Linked DNA regions of Sus scrofa: region 2 is linked to region 1. Evidence: chromatin contacts called from public Hi-C data. All regions are on one chromosome and are shown on one strand. The core of a region is the stretch at or near the end of the contact, and the rest is flanking DNA. Distances in the headings are between cores, read along the strand shown.

Region 1 (7,020 bases), core at 3,569-6,068:
GCAAACAAGCACACACAGAGCACCCTGCCTTTTTTTTTTTTTTTTTTTTTTTTTTTTTGAGTGGTTCGGATTTCTCATCAAGAATCTGGCAAGCTCTGGGTCCTGGAGTCATTTCCAACCCCATAGCCTTCCCCCTCTCATACTTTCAGTCGGTATGTAATTTAGACCTACGTGGATTTAAAGCACAGTGGCCGATGTGTAAATAGCCAGGGTTCTGCTATGAAACCTAAGGCCACTGCCCATGAAATAAAGAGCAGTGATTTATCATACAATGTGCTTTTTGTTTTGTCTTTTTAAAAGGATAGATCTAACTTCCATGGCTCTTAATAGTTAAATGAAGATGTAGTAAAGACCTTAAAATGAAGCCTCAAGGAAAAAGAGGAATATTCTCCCTCCTCCAACTCCAGTTGGAGTTCCGAACCAACTTCCTAATCCTGCTGTTTCTGGGCCAACCACCCCCACCCTTCTCTTTTCCCTTCCTAAGAACCAACTGCATTGCAGCCTGTTCCCTCTTGGCTCTGCCAGAAGGGAGCCCTCCTGCCTGCCTGGGACCACCCACAGATTCCTGGCTCTGTTTGGACAGGAGGACCCAAGTGCACAGAAGGGAACATCTTGCCTGTTTCCACAAGGGGGGTGAGTCACCTTGGTGGAAGCAGTCAGATCTCAGTAATCCTTACACCCCCGCCCTGATTGCCTAACATGGCCAGAGTTTGGGTGGCATTCACAGAGGGATGTCCAGGCAGCCGCTGGTGGACCAGCGCTTGGTTGGCCAGAGCATCACTACACAGAGAGGTTTATCAAAAATACAGACTTCCAAGGCCCATCTTAAGACATTCTGATTCAGTAGGTCCTGGCGTAGCAACTGAGACCCTCCACATTTTCAGGCTTCCTAGTTAGTGAGGATGGATAGCCAGGTTGGCAAAGCTCTGCTCTAGAGGCGAGACACAGAAGAAAAGGCCTCTCTCAAAGAAGTGAGATAAGGAGGAAATATGGGAAAATATGTGTTTCTTGGCACCAGCACCACAGGATTCTTTCCAGGTGCCTTTTGAAAGAGGAACCGCCTGCGCCCTGGTGTTCATGGAATTGGTCAGAAGAAGAGGGTTTAAAAACGGAGCACAGGGAGTTCCCATTGTGCTTCAGTTGAAACGAATCTAACTAGCATCCATGAGGAGGCAGGTTTGATTCCTGGCATGGCTTAATTGGTTAAGGATCTGGCGGTGCCGTAAGCTCGGATCTGGAGTTGCTCTGGCTGTGGCGTAGGTCAGTGCAGCTACAGCTCTAGTTCTACCCCTGGCTTGGGAATTTCCATATGCTATGGGTGTGGCCCTAAAAAGACATAAATAAATTAATTAATTAAATAAATAAAATAAAATAAAAATAAAAACAGGGCACAAACTTGGGAAGTGATGAGACTTGGCTTCTACTGCAGCCTCTGAGACTGACCGACACAGATCCAGTGCCTGTGATTTCCAGGGACTGGGAAATTTTACACAATAAGGCAGAGTCTCCGTTTCCTCAGATGACGAAAGGGGATGAGGAGGCCGAAGATGATAACTAACGGCTAACGATGACATTGTGTGTGCTTTGCACTGGTGCAGATCTCATGTTGCAGGCATTAGTTCCCAGGAGAGTTGTGAGTACGATGTAAGATATTTCATGTAACATACTCAGCATACTGATTTATACATCATCAAAGAGTGGCTACTGTTACAGTTTTATGGCCTTGTTTGACCAAAAAGGTAACTGCCCTACTTTGTCTTTCAACAGGACCAACAAATCTTCTGCTTGCCTCCGGCCAACAGCCTCTGGCCACCACAGTCCCTCCCTACCCCTCTCTGTCCCTACACCGTGCACCTTTAGGTTCTGCCTTGGAAGGCCTTGATAAAAATAAAACTCTTCTCATGGAACAATTGTTTCTAAAGCGCCTAACACTCTTCTTTTAGACATACATGCTTCACATGTAATTTACTTTTTAGACCAATTATTTAGCAGGATCCTAAAAGGCTTAGGACAGAAAAAGAAGTTAAGGAAAAGCTGAAGCTCAGTCTGTAAACCGGGTGAAATCTGCATATCCTTTCAGGTTAAGAAGCTTCCTCTTTGGATCAGAGACACCTCGGAAAAACTATTATAATCCATATATTTTCTTTCCGGAAAAATCCTATGCCAGCACTCACACACATAAAATATTCTGTACAGGCGTTCACACTGTGGCACAATGGGATGGGCGGCATCTCTGCAGCACTAGGACACAGGTTTGATCCCCAGCCTGGCGCAACGGGTTAAAGGATCCAGCATTGCCACAGCTGTGGCACAAATCTGACCTCTGTCCTAAGAACCACATATGCTATGGGGTGGCCAAAACAAAACAAATTCTGCTCATTATTTCAGGGGATTTGTTCCATGGAAGGCTATGAATGGAAACCTTTGGAAAATTGTGGCCTCTAAGTTAAAAATCCATCAGAGGTTGGCGAACTTTCTTTACCTTTATTTATTTATTTATTCATTGCTATTTTTAGGGCTGCACTTGCGGCATATGAAAGTTCGCAGGATAAGGGTTGAATCAGAGCTGTAGGTGCTGGCCTATACCACAGACAGAGCAACACCAGATATGAGCCACATCTGAGATCATGGCAATGCCAGATCCTTAACCCACTGAGTGAAGCCAAGGATCGAACTTGCATCCTCATGGATACAAGTCAGGTTCTTAACCTGCTGAGCCACAATGGGAAATCCAAGGTTGGCAAACTTTCCGTAAAGAGCAGGAGAATCAGTATTTTCAACTTTGCAGGTCATGTGGTCTCTAACAAAACTACATCTGCCGTTGAAGAGGGAAAGCAGCCAGAGACGATAACTAGTGTCACTAGCTATCACTGCATGACTGTGTCTCAATAAAACTTTATTTACAAAAAAGTGACCCAGATTCTGGTTGTGATTTGCTGACCTTTGCTTACAGTTTTGCTAAACCACTGTGGGTAGAAACTCACTTGGGGAATGTGTAGTTCCAGAACCTGTTGTGGAGTGTGGTCTGACAGGTGGGCATGCCCTCAGCCCTCAAGTCCTCTCCATCCTGCCTGAGCACCTTCTCAGTGTACTTGTTTCCACACCATAGCAGTTCTAAGGAGATGCTGCCAACCTCTTCCCCAGCTCTGGACCCCAGATCCTCAAGCACCACATCCTCAGAGCTATTGGTATTAAAAAGCCCCTTCTGTATAAATGAACAGAGCTTCCTCACCAATGATCATTGTCATCCCTGGAATATAATGTGGCTCCACATACACTGGAGGGGTCTGAATGGAAGTGACTGACATAGTGACAAGTTTCATCCCAAGTAAGTCTTAAAAAGGAGAGACCAATAAGAATAATATAGCTTAGAACAAAACAAAACAAAAAACAGAGCAGGCCTGGGTTGTCCTAAATCATTACATGACTTACTTAAGTGGAGTCACCACAGGATAGAAAATTGCCTTATTAATTTTGACAAATTTCACCTAGAGCACCACATCTTTACGTGTGCCATGATTAAAACATCATCCTCAGACCAGCAGGAGGAGAAAGGCACTCGATTTTCCCCTGTGGTCATGTTTTTTTTAAGAATCCTTTAAATAATATACACGGCTGTAATCAGATGCTACCCAAAGAGGATACGACATCGTGAACCCCAGAGAAGTGCCTGTTTCTCATCCTTCCTCTGCTGGGACTGTCTTACCCAACATGCAGGATATATATACATCTGGGCGGTTCATTAAACAATGTTCAGGGGAGCTTTTGTACTGACTGTGTGGCCACAGACTGTCTTTTGTATCCTGAACTTGGGCTTATTCAGATAAGTGTGTAACGGGGGGAGCGTGTGTGTGAAGTCACCCCAACAGCCAGTGAGACAAAAATCACCCGATTCAAGAATCATTTGGAATTTGGCAGCCAAGCTCCCAATTCACTTTCTTCATTTCCCAAGAAATCTCTTCTTAATATAAAATAATTTCCCTGCTGACAAAACTGGGGGGTGGGGAAGGGGAGTTTGGGGTGAGGGAAGGCTGGTTTTCATCCAGAGAAAACTGTGAGCTCAAGAACAATACCTTGAGGTAAGGGAAACTGGACCCCCAAAGCACACACCACACGATGAGTACATGTGGAATCCGTTTAGTCTGCGAGCCTCTAGGCTACATCATAAAAGTTTAAAACCCTGCCCTGATCTAACAATTGTAAATTCTTGAGTTCACTCAGTTTAAAAACATTCCAAGGAACACTGCCACAGAAGAGCTTCAGCATAAACAAGGGGGTATTTCCAGGGTGCTCCCCACCCCCACCTCCAGGCTGGAGGAGGTCAGAGCAATGCACCCTTCGTAGGACTATCTTATTCAGACCATGGTCTACCTCACCAGCTGAGAAAAGATATTTGTCTGTCCTCAAAGCGCTGACATCTACTTGCTGACATTGCCAAAAAGAATGTGAGATGAAGCAAGTCTTTTACTAGATAAACATTTGGTTTTGATAAGGGAAGTTCTTTTCTTCTAATGGAAACAACCAAAAATGCCATCATTGCATTCTTTCACTGGAGGCGAGTCTCAGAGATGTAGCTGGGGTGCTACAGGCTTGGGGACTTAACATGGGGGAAGGGAGGTCCTGCTTTGCCCAGGGAAGCCATGTTTGGTTTTGTTCTTAGAGATCGTTGATCTGAGCTTCCTAATTAGGAAGACGCCTGGAGAACATCAAGAGGTCAAATATTTATACGTGGAGAAGAGGCCAGACTTGTCTAATGTGCTCTTGCGATGTGGAGGTGAGTCACTTCCAGAGGCAGCCAGGATTGCAAGCAGCAGAGTTCATGAAGGACAACCAGCCTCAGCAGAGAGGGCCTCCCTCCCTGAGCTGGATCCTCTGAGCTCATCGCCCCATCTGGGTGCTCAGCATGGCACCATGGCAGGACTCCTGGTCCTTGTGAACTCAGCTCCAGTCCCTGCCATTTCAGAAAGCCTATGCATGTTTCTCTTCCCAAGAAGGGATGCCTGAGACCAGTTGCCCTGGAAAGGTTAAAACCTTAAAGAATACTGGGGGTCAAGCCGATAGATGGCTGGGCTGCATGATGCTACATCCTGTCTCCTTGGTTCCAGAATTATAGTCCATCACCCACAGTCCACTCCTTTTCTGCTCTCTGCATCTCTTCTCTTCCTCCCCACCCAACCCCTCCGCCTTTACATCAACCCTCTAAGTTCCACTGAAGAATGAAACACCATTTTTCCTTCTTGGTCTTTAATCTGTCACTAATTGGGATCAGTATTTTCCAGTTACATAAAGAGCGCCTGTGTGGCTTTATAACATATGCTGACAAATCATTTGGCAAACACTTTCTTTTGTTGCAACAAACTGCACCATGGAGAACTGTAGCACTGGCAACCAAACACGTACACTCTTAATGAAGCAACGGAGATAAGAAATCCATCTCGATGCTGGCTGCAGGGAGCTCTAGGGAGCCAGAGACATATGCAAAAGGAAAATAGTGATCTATTATATAGGACGGATGTTTCTTGGAATGGTTTCCAGATGGATCCAGGAGGCTCCAGAAGAGAGGGGTACTGAAGAATTATGCAAGGGTCACATGGAGGGTGCTGTTATGTCACAAATAATTTATTCAGGAGGAATCTGTCTCAGCTTTATCAATGTAATTAAGACTTTACAGAGCAGTTCCTAAAGCAGGGCACTGCATCAGGTTAAATGACAGTAAGGGATGAGAAAGACTCCGACTTGATAAAGGACAATGCTTGATTTATTAATTCAGCAATGATTACTAAGAAGCCACAATGTATCCAATACTGTTCAAGGCTCTTGGGATCCTTTAGAGAATAAAACAAAGATCCTTGGCCTTACATTTAGTAGAGGGTGGAAGAAAGGTCAACAGACAAAAAATAGGCCTAAAAAAACTACTGTGTTAGAAAGTGGCTAAGTTCTTTGCATATAAGAAAAACAGTGCACTAGAGAAATGAGGAAACTCAGAGAGCAATATGACCATTTGAAACAGGTTGTCCAGAAGACAAAACTGTAACAGTTATTCCAGTCAAAAAGGGACATTGGATGCAAATGTCCTGAGGCTGGGGCAGGCACAGAGTGTTCAAGGAGCTGCCAACAGCCCAGTGTGGCTGGAGCAGTAAGCCTCAGAGAGCGTAGTGGTTTATGAGACTAAGAAAGGAGAGGAACTGATGGTGGGGTCAAGGGGCTGTTGATCCCGTGGTGACCCGAGGCTATTGAAGAACTTTGTGTTTTATACTGAGAGTGATGGGAGAGCTCCTCTGGAAGGTTTTATGAGCCCTGACTTCTATTATCCAAAGATCCCTGCAGGCTGGGATCCAGGCAAGAGATGATAGGGACCAGAACTGGGGGTGTGGTGGTGGGAAGAGACCTGAGTCTGCCCATCATGAAGGCAGAGCCTCCAGCACTTCCTGGTGGACTGAGTGTGAGATGTAGCAGAAAGGCCAGAGTCAAAGGTCACCTTGAAGCTTTGGGCCTAAGAAATGGTGTGCACAGAACTGTCATCAACAGAGATGGCAAAAGCTGCAGCTGGAATGAGCAGACCAGGAATCCACCCTCAGACACGTCAAGCTTAAGACTCCTAGTCATCCAAGAAGAAACAGATACTTCAAGTGACCCTGAATACAAGACAAGTCTGGGTCTTCGGAGAGGTAGGGACTACAGATGCAAGGCTCCATGTTTGAGACAGACAGAGTATGTGGAGCTGCAAGAAGGGTGAGCTCGCCACCATAGTGAGCACTTTAAGTACAGGGCTCCCCAGATCCGGAATGGATGTCTGAGTCTCCTCCCCATCCACACCTGAATCGGGACACCCTATAGACAAACGCAGCCATGAACAGAAGAAGGCAAGCAGCAAGCCCCTGTTCACCCCAAATCACAAACTGGCTGAGCATCAGTGAGATGGAGTTGTGACCAAGTACGCATGAGCCTTTCAGAGAGAGCAAAGTGGGTGATGCCTGATTACTGTGAAAATTCGATGGTGCCTCCAGAGAAGGAAGATAG
Region 2 (7,196 bases), core at 2,395-4,894, 120 kb after region 1:
GCTGCTGGTCTATACCTCAGCCATAGCAAGGCCAGATCTGAGCCACGTCTGTGACCTACATGGCAGCTCACAGTAACACTGGTTCCTAAACCCACTGAGCAAAGCCAGGGATCACACCCACATCCTTATGGATACTAGTCGGGTTCTTAACCCACTGAGCCACAACAGGAACTCCTGTAGAAACTAATTTTTATAAATAAAATACTCACACATATGTATACATATGCACAGAAATATGTGGGTGTGTGTGTCTAAGGCTCATGCCTCATGACTTCATTGTTTTCACACCTTTTCCTTTTTAAAAAATCCACTGTGACTCAGAACACCTACTTTTGATTCAACACATTGAAATCTAAAAACTCTATCACCCCATACGTCCTAGAAATGTAAGTGAAATGTTACAGTTCCCCTAATCTGACCTCTTATTTTATACATGTGATCACAGAGCTAGTGTAGAGCCAACAATTTAGCTTCAGAAGAGGCATCAGAAATTATTCGGTCTTCATAGACCCTTACTTTGCTAGAAACCTCATTTAGGAAAGGTTTTTGTTATCTGATTCAGTTTTTATAAGAAATAAAAGAGAAAGAATCAAAGAAACTCAAACATTTAATTAGTCATGTTAATTTTCTTTCTTTTCCTCCCCCAAATCCCCAAGTATCACAAAAATGCTCCTAGATACTCCAAAAACAGGTTTACCTCCCCCTAGCCCTGAGAACCTCTGTGCTGTCTTGTATTAGTTGCTAGGTAACTGAAGAAGATTTATGCACATCTATTGTTAATTTTGAAGACAATTTTCAGCTCTGCCATAAACAGCGCGAGAAGCAGACACCACACTTGCTTAAGAGAAACTCCTCTCACCTTCTCTAAGCCACTGCATTCCAGAGCACATCTACAAGGTCCAAAATATTCTGGTAAATCTCCAGCTGTCTGCAAAAGTGGTTCAGCAAATCTGAGACGGGTGGGCCCATCTCCAGTGCCCTCTTGTGCCAGACCCATTGGAAGTTTTATTTAAAGACCATAACCATTGTCTGCCCTCTTCGTTAGCCCGCGTGAAATCTAATCTTGTGCTTAGATTCCCTCGCCTCCTTCAACCCTGTTCTTCCCTGCAGCACCATAACTTCATCTTGGAATGGAAAACTTTGTATTGCAGAAGCATCTGCAAAATTATTCTCAAGCCAATGGTTTCATTACCTTCTTAAAGACTCTTGTTAAGCACAAGTACAATTTATACTGGTTTGGGTCACAGGTATGGCTTTTATTGGTAAAGGGATGAGGGGACTCAGCTTATGCGATGGCCCCCCGAACCAAAGTTTTATAGAGAGATCATCGTTATAATGATCCTGTGTATTTGGGAAGCAGTTCATGTTTTACTAGAAACTTCCCTGGACATCCTACCAGTTGATTCTCACCAAAATGCCACCAGAGGCAGGGTCCCTGGCATTGCCACTCCTGGCTTAGATGACTTGCAGGGTTCAACAGTCAGCCAACTGATGATCCAGCTTTGTTGTATACTAATTTATCTGCCTCATAGGCGCCAAAGAGGTGTCTCCAAAACAGAAAACTCAAGTTCCCATTGGGGCTCAGCAGTAATGAACCCAGCTGGTATCCATGAGGACAGGAGTTTTATTTCTGGCTTCACTCAGTGGGTTAAGAATCTGGCATTGCCATGAACTGTGGTATAGGTTGCACATGCAGCTTGGATCTGGCGTGGCTATGGTGTACGCCGGCAGCTGCAGCTCTGATTTGACCCCTAACCTGGGAACTTCCATATGCCACAGGTATGGTACGGCCCTAAAAAGACAAAAAACCAAAACTAAAACAAAACAAAACGAAAAAAAAACAGAGACAAGAATATGCCAATTAATTGAAACCAGCTAGTGACATTTCATCACTTACAGGATCCAAGTTCACATTCCTTAGCATGGAAGCTGAGGGCTTCCATCCCTGCTGGCTACCTCTTCATCATTTCCCATCAGGTTCGCTTCAGGTTTTGCATCCCACCAGCACTGCCTTCAGTCCAGTGCTCTGTATGTCCCACCATTTCTTGCCCTGGGGGCTTTGGTCATACTGTTTATTCTGCTTCCAAATCACACATTCCCACCATTAAATTCTTGCAGTCTCTCCATTGGGAAGCTTTCTCTGACACCCCTTCCCCACTTCACCCCTGCTGAGCTAGATGCCCCTCCTCTGGGCTCCCAGAATACTCAATGTATAGCTCTGTCAGCACATCTGTGGAATTGTTCTATCATGCTTTGCTCATCTGTCTGTCTCCCTCACTACCTGCTTGAGTTTTTTTCAAGGCAGTGTCTATATATTCTCTCCCTCCTTTTGATATGCCCCAGAACACACTACTCAGCCCATCTTGATCCCCAGTTTGCGGAAGGGAAGGCACAGAGAAAACAGAGAAAGCAATTGTAACAGGGAGGCCGGTACCACCATCAGCCTGAATCACAGAGAAGGCAACCCTGGCTCTGAAACCCCAGGCAACGCGTTATCAAATGGAAGATCTGGAATGTGAACAGGAAGAAGGATCCTTAGAGATAACCCAAACTATCCTTTAATATAGTGGAAAGAGCTCCTGCTTGCATACTTCCAAGGATGGGGCACTCACTGCCTCCCCCGGCTGCTATTCCCTTTGTTGATCAGCTAGCCTGTGAGACCGTTTTTCCCTTGGGTGATGCTGAAACCAGTTTCCCCATGATGTGCATCAGCCAGATTCTGCTTTTGTCTTCTGCTCTTAGACATTTCCTCTTGGCAGACAGAAACCTCAGACTTCCCGCTGCATGGATGAGACACCCTCGAGTTGTTCCTGCCTCCCTCGATCATCATCAAAAATGCAAAATTACCAGATTCCTGGCCTGAACACAGGCGCTTTCCATGCACTTTCTAACCCAAACCTCCCTGAGACGCAGTTGAAAACCCCGTCCAAGATCACACAGCTAGAAAGTCACAGATCATGCCTAGACCCCAAGGGATCCATTTCACATTCATGGATTTAACTACCTCACTCTCGCCTGTCTGAGTGCTTCAGCCATTGACAGTGAAAAGCTAAGCTGATTAAAGGTACAGAATTTGCACACCCTCTCTTCCCCACCCTTTCCTCTAATAGAGCTTTATGGGGATATCTCTCCTCTGAGCTTTGTTTTTAAAGATAAATTTATTTCTTATCGTTCCTCCTTCCCCAGCCCCATCTGAGGAAAAAGATGTCTGGGTTGCTGGCTCTGCAAATGTCCTGTGATTCACTGGTGCTGCACCAAGATGAGCCAACTCATTAGTTTCAAAGTCTCAAATTAATCTTACATTACTGTTCCTGAAGGTGAAAGGTCATTTTTTATCTTCTTAGCTGTATCCACCCGCTCTGGGAAGAAATTGGATCTTTCTGCAGGCAGAGACCCCACCCCTAATGGACCAGCTGTTGATGTTTCTCTTCTTTGTCCTGAGCGAGACTACATAGAGAGCCAGGATTGCTTGAAAAACCCAGAGGTGGTTGTTTTTAAAGCAGGAGGGTTTTGCAAATTGTAGGGCAGAGAAATGAGGAAGAGGCTGGCAACGGGAGTGTTGAAAAAAGCTAGAGACTGACACAGAAGACTCTGCCAGAAGGAAGCCTGTGGCAACTGGAAGGAAAGTCCCTTCTCCCAACTCCAGCTTTGCAGCTCCCTCCTCCGGCGCCTCCTAGTGGCAGAACATAGCATGGCACCAGCTGGCTGGCAGAAATGGCAGTTCTAGCGACCATATCACCAAACTGCAGAGACTTTGAAGCTTCAAGACAACAGTTTAATAACCGGCACCAGCCATCATACCTACAGCAAACTCTGTTATGAATTTGATTGGGCTTGGGGGCGGGAGGGGCAGGGGTGGAGGTCCTGGTAGGGTGGGAGTGCTTCATGGAATGGTCCTAGCTCAATCCTGATAACCTCCCAAATCACAAGGGGCACTGCCCCTCCAGAATGAGACATGGTTCCCAGGTTGGGCTGTCTCAGTTACAGTGAAATTCCTCCTGGATAGCCCTAACTGGATCAAAGCTGCATTGAGGAGGGGAAGAAAGCTGCATTGAACGCTGCCTGCTTGTGTTCACAAGAGCTATTGTCTTACCCTTAACCTTGTAATCAGAGCGAATGCATGGACCAGTGTTTGCTTTCCCCGACCTGGACCTTCTTCTAAACATTTTCTCCCAAACATTTTCTCCCAACCCCATGGGGAAGTTTGGTATTGAAAGGAGGGTTGAAGGGGGTGGAGTGCAGCTCGAGGAGTAATGGGAGTAGAGAAAGCATAGCCTTCCCTTTACATAGTGAAGTGCATCTCCATGATAGAAGCCTTGGAGAAAGCATGGACTGTCCTGTAGCTTTGGGGTAGGATACCATCTGAAGGAGACAGAAATTAGGTTTTTTTATTTTCCAGTGTATTAGGCATCAAAAATACCCCAGGAATATCTTGGAGCCAAACGCCATTCCTTAAAGATAGCAGAACTAAAGAGAGCAGGGAAAAGGTCAAGGTAGAAGGTGAGATTTTGAGGAAGGAAGCAAACCATAACCACTAGAGTTTTTAATTCATCTTAATTTTAACTGATATTTAGCAAGAATTGAATGACCCCATGAAACCAGGCCATGGTGGTAATATTTATTGCATGTCATGCTTCCAATTTGGTTTAATTCTCCCTCAAAGACAGAGAGGCAGCAGGGCATGAACCCGCTAGAGATTAGAGCCCCATGAGTGCAATTGAGGAGCAGGGCTGGCAAGAAAGAATGGCTCTAAATCAGGTCCAGGTGTGGAAGCAGCAATTATTCCAGCTACTGCTTTTTACCTCCAGTTAAGCTGGCATCATGGGGAAGGAGGGCAAGTTGCCAAGTAGTAGCCTGCCCATGGTCTGAAGCCATTTTCCCCATTCCAGCCTGGAAGGGGACAGAAGTGAGGAACGAGATCATATCAACCTGGGTGGCTCACCAAATGCTGTGTCCTGGGTCTCCATCCCCTGGCCAACTGATTTTTTAGTTTGAGTTGACTTTCACCCTACACAGACAGGTGTAGACATGAATAAGGCTGGTTCCTGGCTTAATATGGAGCAATGGACACAGGTTTCTACAGACCCTTCAGGGATGGGGTATTGAGAGTCAGTAACTCTGTTTGCCCAGCATCCTTTCTACCTTCTTCTGGCCACAGTAGCATGATTTTCTCATGGTGGACCACCACTTCTTCACTTTCAGCAAATTAAATCTTGGTTCTAGATTCTTCTTTTTCCAACTTTACCCAGCACTAGGATTAGACATAATTCTGGCCAACTGAAATCAACCCTCAGATTTTTTTTAGATTTTTGCTGGAACCCTCAGGAAGGAAAATGTTTCTTCTGGGGGCAGTTGCTGGGAGAATAGCTTTTGCATCCCTCAGCTATGGTTACAAATCTGCATCACAGACCCTCTCATGGCCCAGGTGTCCCGGGTAGCACAACAGTAAGTGTTGATTGTCACACTGACAGGTCTGCAGGTTGGCTGGCATGCTTCCACTTCCAGCTCATGTCTGTGGTCAGTGAGCCAGCTCTGCCCTAAAAGTCTTATTTTTCCTTCCAGGACCCTCTGGCTAACTGGGGCATGTTCTCATGGTGGTTCCAGAAGAACAAGAGAAAGGCAAATGAAAGCAGGCAGTTTTTTTTAAGGGTGAGACTTGGAACTGATGCACTGTCATTTCCAAGCATATTCTTTTGGCCAAAAGAGATCATATAGTTACACCCAACATCAGGAGTGGGTGCAAAGTCAGTGGCATGTAGGAAGGGTGCTAGATTGGGAAACTTCTTGCCATCAATCCCACAGCATAAGCTGCCTTCCCTGGTGGCCACTTTACCACATGATGGGACAAGCTCATCTGCGTGAAGCCACCAGAAAATAGAGCAAAGCAAGAGTTGGAAACTTGGATGTGATAATATCACTAGAGTCCCTGAATCCTGTTGTGTCCTAACTTTTCAACTATTTCATTGTTTAAGTCTGTTTCAATTGAGTTTCTATCATTTGCAATAATAAGACTGATGGATCTGTATTGCTCAGGATGCTCGGGAAGTACAGTGGCAAGTCTGAGAGGAGTGGCTGGATCCAAAGGGAAGTCAAGAGAGAGAAAATGGGTTCTGGAAGCTGAGCCCAGAACAGCTGCCAGAGGCCATTGGGCTTGGATGGCAGAGCCTTGCAAGGCACCCACAGGTGGCCAGTGAGCATGCTGGAGGTTACTGGCCTTAGCTTGCTTGGGACCAGAGATCTACATGGGCTCTTGTTTCTACAGCATTCAACAGAAACAGAGGAAGCCTATCAGAGGAGGCCCTGCAGATTCGAGCTGCACTTCCCACCCCCAAGGAAAGAAAGGCTTCTATTCTGGCAAAATGCCCCTGGGATTTCCAAGGTTGTAGGTACTAGACCAAGTCCTTGAACGTGTGATTCTAGAAAAGGAACCAAAGATTGGAGAGAAGCAAGTGAGGCTTCTGGCCTAAGAGGAAGGCCCACAAGGACACCAACATCTGAGTAGCTTTGGAAACCACATTAACTAGAGCTGCTGCAATTTTTTTTTTTTTTTGGCCTTACCTGTGGCATGTGTCAGTTCCCAGGTCAGGGTTTGATCCCATGCCACAGCAGTAATAATGCTGGATCCTTAACCCACTGAGTGACTAGGGAACTCCCCAACATTAATATTTACTGAGAATAACCCACACAGCAAGCACCCGGCCAAGGAATTGTCAGGTATTAGAATATCTACTCACAAGCAATCTAAGAAGTCGGTATTTTGCTGTCTTTGACAGAGGAGGAGGAGGATGAAGTTGGAGAGTCTCCAGCCCCTCTAGGGTCCTCGGGCTGAATCCTTGTCCTGCACCAGAGCCCTCATAGTGACATCAGGCTGCCAGCCTCCATGACTGTCATTCTCCTTGTTCTTTCTGGCCCCAGAATCCACAGAATGAACACTTCTTCCCCTTCACATTTTATAGCCTCGTATTCTTTGAAATGGGGGCCCAATATCAGATCAGAGAGAAAAATATCCTATGGAGCACAGACCTTGAGTGTCATTACAGAGGGCCATTGTGGATTCCCTTGCCTGGCTTCTTCTGGGTAAGAGCACCTAGATTTCCTCTGGGGAATCATCCTCCGCCAACCCTCAGTCCAAGTGATCAAGGTGGGCCTGGCCCCATACAGGCAACCTTGCACCCCTGCTTCCCATTCCAGGGCTA

The links. A called contact is a pair of places that touch in the nucleus more often than the background predicts.
Region 2: a contact with region 1 is called in a Hi-C map of subcutaneous adipose tissue, with 2.0 times the contacts expected there. The contact joins two enhancer-like sites. A contact is called at or near these places in 3 of 47 Hi-C or Micro-C datasets (retroperitoneal adipose tissue, skeletal muscle and subcutaneous adipose tissue).

What each region holds. Positions count from the first base shown.
Region 1 is chr13:45,866,798-45,873,817 of Sscrofa11.1, forward strand. The region is part of intron 2 of PRICKLE2 (prickle-like protein 2); the gene reads right to left. Among named protein-coding and RNA genes, the nearest start is that of PRICKLE2, 98 kb to the right of the region's middle. Within about 2 kb of position 4,819, at least 23 of the 83 cell types and tissues checked have an H3K27ac peak or open chromatin away from gene starts, as enhancers often do. A contact at or near this core is called in subcutaneous adipose tissue, where this site is marked.
Region 2 is chr13:45,986,902-45,994,097 of Sscrofa11.1, forward strand. All of the region lies in intron 1 of LOC110256262 (a long non-coding RNA gene), which reads right to left. Among named protein-coding and RNA genes, the nearest start is that of PRICKLE2, 22 kb to the left of the region's middle. Within about 2 kb of position 3,645, at least 8 of the 83 cell types and tissues checked have an H3K27ac peak or open chromatin away from gene starts, as enhancers often do. A contact at or near this core is called in subcutaneous adipose tissue, where this site is marked.